Linked DNA regions of Rattus norvegicus: region 2 is linked to region 1. A link is a contact called in public Hi-C data. All regions are on one chromosome and are shown on one strand. The core of a region is the stretch at or near the end of the contact, and the rest is flanking DNA. Distances in the headings are between cores, read along the strand shown. Region 1 overlaps LOC102551891 (a long non-coding RNA gene). Region 2 holds the start of Map4k3 (mitogen-activated protein kinase kinase kinase kinase 3).

Evidence for each region. Hi-C and Micro-C count contacts between places; a contact is called where the count stands out from the background.
Region 2: a Hi-C map of mammary epithelial cells shows a contact between it and region 1, with 5 times the contacts expected there. The contact joins the promoter of Map4k3 here to the enhancer-like site in region 1. A contact is called at or near these places in 3 of 12 Hi-C or Micro-C datasets (kidney, liver and mammary epithelial cells).

What each region holds. Positions count from the first base shown.
Region 1 is chr6:19,948,433-19,951,798 of GRCr8, reverse strand. All of the region lies in intron 2 of LOC102551891 (a long non-coding RNA gene), which reads right to left. Among named protein-coding and RNA genes, the nearest start is that of Map4k3, 79 kb to the left of the region's middle. Within about 2 kb of position 1,533, at least 48 of the 93 cell types and tissues checked have an H3K27ac peak or open chromatin away from gene starts, as enhancers often do. A contact at or near this core is called in liver, where this site is marked.
Region 2 is chr6:20,027,522-20,030,887 of GRCr8, reverse strand. It overlaps Map4k3 (mitogen-activated protein kinase kinase kinase kinase 3), which reads right to left and starts at 1,491. Exons shown (of 33, transcript NM_133407.1): 1 at 1,261-1,491. The coding sequence starts at 1,356.

The DNA.
Region 1 (3,366 bases), core at 284-2,783:
TTGTCTGTGGGGATCCACAATATCACGATAAATCTGTTTGCCAAATTGTACTACCCTGTCTCTGTAAGGGGCTTGCTCCTAAGCTGCTGTGTTCAAATGGGTGGATGTAGCAAAAATAATAGCATGTGATGTATAGAGCTTACAGCCTAGACAGACATAGGGTTTGAACACATAGGAACATCCTGACCAGAACTACATGACTTAGATTTTGTGAGGCTCACTATTTCTAGCAGAGGTTCTCAACCTGTGGGTGACGACCCCCAAAACCACATGACTTACTGTGTTAAAGGGTGGTAGCATTAAGAAGGTCAAGAACCACTGCCCCAGAGCCAAAACTTTTCGGAGAAATGAAAGGATCCACAGATCTGCCTTGAGTTTGTCTGGTCCCTGTAGTCCCCAAGGCCAGAAGGTCCACCCTGCGGCGTGTTATATAAGTGGGCGTGGTGGGGGCGAAGGTGAGCTGTGCACAGTAGATTGGCAGTGTGTGCTCGGGGCATGCTGGGATCTGCAGAAACATTTTTCCAGGATTCGTGTCAATTTCAAAGTGCTCAAAACAAGCCTGAAAAAGCGGCCAGGAAAGCTATTATTGCTGCCTTATATCCTTGTTGGAACAAAATGTGAAACAAAAACGAGTGAAAGAGAACACAGCAAGTCATTGTGTAGCAAACTTCACCGTCCAGGTGTACCTGGCTGGCGTGCTGGTAACTCAGGAAGGTCAGGAACCAGGCTGTGGCAGTTGCTTTAAATCCCTGTGTGTGTGTGTGTGTGTGTGTGTGTGTGTGTGTGTGTGTGTGTGTCTGTTCGGGGGAGCTGTGTCCTTGAAGGGAGTGCGGGTGAAGGGCACTCCTCGATAAAATCTTGTAGATTTTTTTTCCCATTTCCCTGTCTGTTTTCTAGGAACAAGTGGGTTCATCGGACTCGCTAGCGAATGATCCCTTCTCTAATTTATGTTCCTTTCCTTAAGGCTTCCCCGTTCTGGCTCAGGGCGAGCAGACAGGAGGGGCATAGAAAGATGCAGACCTTGGGCAGAGAGGCAGAACTAACTGCCCCTGCTTGGACCCAAGCAATGGCAAACCCTCCCCCGCAACTTCTTTCTTGCCCTTCATGGAGCTTTTGTGGGACCTGGAAAGGAAATGAATTCTAAAGGCAGGAAATGACCCAAAGACCGGAACAATGTGTGTGAATCTAAACTCGTGCTTCCGCCTCTTGGTTACAAAGCATTCTAATCTGTGTCCCAGGAAGCCTAGCCCATTGCCAGATGGAGAGCTGTTTTCAGACTGGCTCTTGGCATCTGCCACTCCCAGCTGGTGACATTCGCACGTTTCAGAAGGCAAACCTGTCCCCGCATCTTCAAACTTCTGGAGAGGTGTAACCCCAGGAAAGTCCTCGAGTCTCTTTGGCTGACAGCCCCAACCATCTGATGCACTTCGTCTGCGGTCGAACTGCTGCTGGACTCCAGCCTGGAACGCCAGCACATTGAGTCTGTTCTCAAAGATCTTCAGCATCTGAAACCAAAGTGTGTCTCTGCTGCCAAAAAAGGCTGGCTCCCTCGCCTGCTACATAATCCCTTTCTCACCAGGCGTTCCTGAAGAAACCCGATGAGTCAGGGAGAAAGGAAAAAAAAAAGCTTCTGAAGGAAGCCTAGGGGTGGGTTGCCTACCTCAGCCTCAGAAAGCCCCTTCTGTTTGGCAATCCACTAACACTTAGGGATTTGATTTTTTACTTTTCCCATCTTTCCTTCCTCTTCTGTCAGCTCTCACCTCCAGAGACCCTTCATTTACCACGCCTGTAATTTGCTCTGCAAAAAGCTCGAGGCCCTCAGATGGGGAATTAGTCACCATTGTAAGGTTAGACTTCACTTCCATCCCCAGGAGCAGGGTGAGAAAAAGGGCCCACTCTGACTTCCAGAAGAGACCATCATTCAATTGCTCCGTTCTGACTCCGGGGCCTGTGCTTTTCCCAGGGTTTTAATTTTTATGGGACTCTATACATCAGTCTCCCTGCATAAAGCTAGGAACCAGTTGGGGTCTGAACGCTGTGAAGTGACTTGTGGGATGTCTGCTTCCAACAGGTATCCCACTGAGGCTAAGGGCCCCCTCATCCTTCTGTCCGCCCCCCCCCCCGCCACCCCCCCCTGCCGCCCCCCCCCTCCGGGAATCAGAAAGTAGGTTTCCTGGGGGGGGGGGGGAAGTGCTTAACTCTCAGCGTTTCTGAAATGCCAAACAGATTGAAGTTTAAAGAGTCTGGCGTGTTTGTTGACATCTGGCTTACAGAAAAGCCTCTGTGAGGAAGAATGGAGAGAGTCAACGGGGGTCTGGTGAGAAGGCGTTGCTCTTCTGGCTTGAGGCATCTGTCCTGGAGCACAAAGCCATTTCTCGCCACTCTCTCAAACGGTGTTGTGTATTATGAAAGAGGTTTTTAAAAAATGTGTTCTGATAAGCTGGGACTTATTCCTGGAAAAGGAATATGGGTTCTGTTACAAGATAGGAGCTTAATGTCAATACAGGCCGTATCAACTGTCAGCGGCTGTGAGTCGAGAGTCATTAAAAGCTTGGCATGGTGGCTTGGGGCCAACACAGCCTTCGTTTCCTTTGCCTATAGACAGTGAGGACAAGACAAAGCTAGACATATAGAAATCATCTTCCCTACTCTGGACATCAGACAAGCAAGATAAGAAGCTACTGACCCAAGGAGAAAACAAAGAACAAGGATTTTGATTACAAGCTATGTTTATAAGATGCCCCCCTCCCCGAACAAACCAAACCAAAACGGAACAAAGCCACAAAGTAACCATGCTGTCAGAGTCACGTAACATGATCTTGAATTTAGTTAGGGCAACTGAGATAAAAACAGTTGGACAGAAAACTCCAGATTATGTTAATGTGCGATTGAGGCTGGTTAACAATTAGCAAGGAAGGCACCAGATTTAACCGATTTTTGCATTAATTCCAACCCTAATTATCTGTTAAAAATTGACATAGTTAAGTACAGTTAGATTGTTTTAATATGTAACAGAGCCATAGAATCTATTGTGTGCTCTTTGGTCCTTATTTGGGACGCGTAGCCACTGAGGGTCTAATCTTTTGCGTTCATAGACTGACAAGTGGTGTGATACAATTTATGAGAGGCCAGAGCTGTACCATAATGGCCAAGTTTATGTTTTGCTTAACTGCAGGTTTCTCCGGGGCCCTTGCTAGACGTGTCCATCAGAAGCTGGGGGCTTATATAGAAGAAAACAAAGTCAACAGAGGAAGAATGGAGTCCTTGCTTGCAAGCTGGACCATGCTCCCAGGACACCCAGTCAACTCACAGGGCTATCACAGGGCCCTGTTCTCAGCGTCTGGGCGAGCAGTGGTTGCTGAGGTC
Region 2 (3,366 bases), core at 242-2,741, 79 kb before region 1:
CCTATCATCTTTCAGATCTTGTCTAGAAGCTGAGAGACCGGAGCAGGATAAATCAGGCCCTCTTGTTCTGCGCTAGCAACCCTGCCGTCCTCTTTATGGCACAAAAGTGACTGAAACTGCTGTTCAATGTTGTTCTTGTCCAGAAAAAAAAAAAGACTTCAAATAAATCTGGGTCCATTGCTGTCTTTAGTATGCCAATACGTGGCTGCTAAGTTATACACTGTAGTTTTGCTCAACCCACCTTTGTCAACAGAGGAAAGTGGTGTGCTATGTGAGGGACCTGAGTTACTGGCTACCTTACCTTACACATTCCACTGGGGCAAGAATAAAAACTCATTGCTTTAGCATGGACAAAAAACAAAGGGAAAACTAAACTTTCCAACATAATACTAAGTTTCTCTAGGCATCCTCAGGTGTTCTGGAAAACTTTAGTTACCAAGTAAGTAGATAGGCAACTAAATCAAGACTGCTGCCACCTTTGGCACCATCCACCTCCCTTCTTGGCAGACTTCGTGAGGCCAAGAGTTGAGCTGGCCTGAGAGGAATGATTTATCCTCCCACATTTAGAAGTGGTCCCTTTGCAACAGAAACGCTGGACTGCTAAACAGCTTTGAATTCTAACCCTGTCAAACCAATACCCTTCCTAGATCCTCGATTCACAAAAAAAAAAAAAAAAAAAAAAAAAAAAAAAAAAGGAAAGAAACAACTGATTCCTATGTTGATCCCTATGTGACACTGACAAAACCAAACACCACTACCCAATTCTTCTTGGAGAAATAGAAAAACGAAGTTGCTTTCCTACCTCCAAAAACATCTCTCTCTCTACAAAACAAGACTACTTGGAAAATCACAAGAAACTGACAAGCAGATGTTAAGAGGCTAAAGGCTAAGACTGTAGGTGGAGGCTGCCCAGCGTTAGGGCAGATCCAGCAGGCCCAGACGGACAGCAGCTCCCAGCCACCGGCCAATGATCCCAGGTCCCGGAGGGGCACGTAGGTTTGTCAAACGCCAAGCCCCAGCACCTCGGTTCGTCACACAGACCCTGCCCAGGCAACAAGCACCCAGCCCCGCTCCGCACTCCCAGGAGCGCCGCGGCTCCAGAGGCAGCCCTTCCCGGGACTGGGCGCAGTAGAGGCTGGGGTCAGAGACCGCGCGTCCCGGACACCGCTCCGGTGAGGACGCTGAGGGCTGCGGTCCCACGCCTGCCTCTTTGTTCCGTCCGGGCGGCGCAGGCCCGGGCTCGGCGGCCCCTGCCCTCACCTTGTAGACGTCGCCGTAGGTGCCGCTGCCTATGCGTTGGATCAGCTCGAAGTCCTCCTGCGGGTTCCGGCGGGACAGGTCGAAGCCCGGGTTCATGGCGGGCCCCGGGTGCCCCCCGCCTCCCTCCCGGCCCGGGGAGGGGGGGCGCTCAGGGGGGCCGCACGGAGGGAGCGCCCGCGGCCGGCCCGGCTCCGCCGCCGGTCACAATCGCCCGGCTGCACGCCGCGGCCGCCGCCGACCACGACGAGCCGCCCGGCGTCCCCGCCCCCCGCCGCCGCGCGGAGCCGGGTCACACCCACCAGGAGAGGAGCGCGCCCGCAGCCCCTCGCTCAGGGTGCAGCTCCAACATGGCTTCCGCCCGCCGCTCCGCCCGCCCTCCCGTTCCCGGCCCGCGCGACACTGCGCAGCCGCCATCCCCGAGGCCGCGCGCTCCCGGCGAGCCCTGCGCGCTCCCGGCTTGCGAATCTGTCCGTACGCGCTGGACGCGCCAGACTCCCAGTAACAAAGTTGGACTCCTTGCTTCTTGTGGTCCCTGCGCCTGAACAGGTAGTAGTTGGAATGCACAAGATGGTATTCCCCAACTTTTTAGGAGTAGTCACACGCGGGCTACAACGAGAGCCACGACCCTTTTTCCAAAGTTTAGGGGGAGGAGGTCCCCATCAGGAAGGTGAGCAAGACCCTGGAGGGCAGTGACACTTGGGTTCTTGACTGGGGTGCATAGAGAACGGGGGTGAAGATGAGGGTGCGAGGGGAGTTCATGGAGGGCGTGGGCGGAAAGCAGTGCAAAACCAAAGCCGTGATTGACCTCTGTCCAGGGAGAAGGCTGGGTTGTCAAAGCCGGGGGCGGGGACTAAGCAAGCTGACAACCCTGAGACTGGGGAGGTTGTAGAGGGTGTGGCCTGGACAGGATCTATTCCCACACCTGAAATGCAAACACGTGACCATCCCGAGGCTACGTAGCTGCGACCTTACCTGCCCAGCGCTCCACCCAGCATAAGATCCAGATAGCCAGCATCACGTCCAGACTGCTAAAAGTTATCTTAGAAAGGATGTAGGTAATGGAAGGGTCATGTTGGGTTCTAAGTAAACTTAACTACTACGCATTTCCAAAAACTGTAGCCAAGTCACCGAGGACCACTCCGGCGGTCCGTTGGATTTTTTTGCTTCAAAAATGCTCTTCTGATCTCTTTAGGAACCACACCTAAGGACTAATGTGCCTTTCTGCCTAATTCCTTCTCAAAAACTAGGTCTCATCACACCTGTTAAGGAATAGTTGGACGAACTACTTAAAGTTAACGACCTCAAGGGGTTGGGGATTTAGCTCAGCGGTAGAGCACTTGCCTAGCAAACGCAAGGCCCTAGGTTCAATCCCCAGCTCCGAAAAAAAAGAAAAGAAAAGAAAAGAAGTTAGCGACCTCATATTTTTTTTTAAACTTTTCTATCATGTTACTTACGGTAAAATTACCTATTGACTAAATTTGCAAATTGTTTACTCCACACCAAATGTGGTGGCATATGCCTGCCATCCAAGCACTTGGGAGGCCGAGCTGGGGCATCTCTGTAAGGGCAGCAGCAACCTTGACTGCAGAGTCAGGACGTGTGTGTTTACTGGAGTAATTGACTAAAAGCTGTTGGGAAAGGCCCCTCTCTGTACCACATAAACTGCCTTCCAATTGTACAGTGTTTAAGTATCCTAAAGCATCAGATTGTGACAGTGTTGCTTACATTGATGCCCCAGGAGTGCATGTCACAGGATTAATTCAGGAGAAACCTTAAGGCCATGGTATCTGAGCTACTGGGGACCATACGTGGTTTTCCCAGCTTCTTTCTCCTGGTTGAAGGCACTAGCAGAGGCTGAGGAGCAGGCCTGCCTTCTGCCTGTGCTGTGGGTGGAGGGAGAACTGTTTGTCTTCTTTAGGCTAAACAGGCAGATAATTAGTCCTGGATTCAGATAAGGAGATGTTAAGTCTCCCAAATCCACACCAGCTCTGCTTGCTTTCTGCCCTTTTCGTGCTAAAGGAAAAAAAAAAAAAAAAGCCAAGTTTCCAGGACTGAATCACTTGCACCAGAAAGTTCTAATGGTTTCACTGTTTTGTTTGCTGGGAT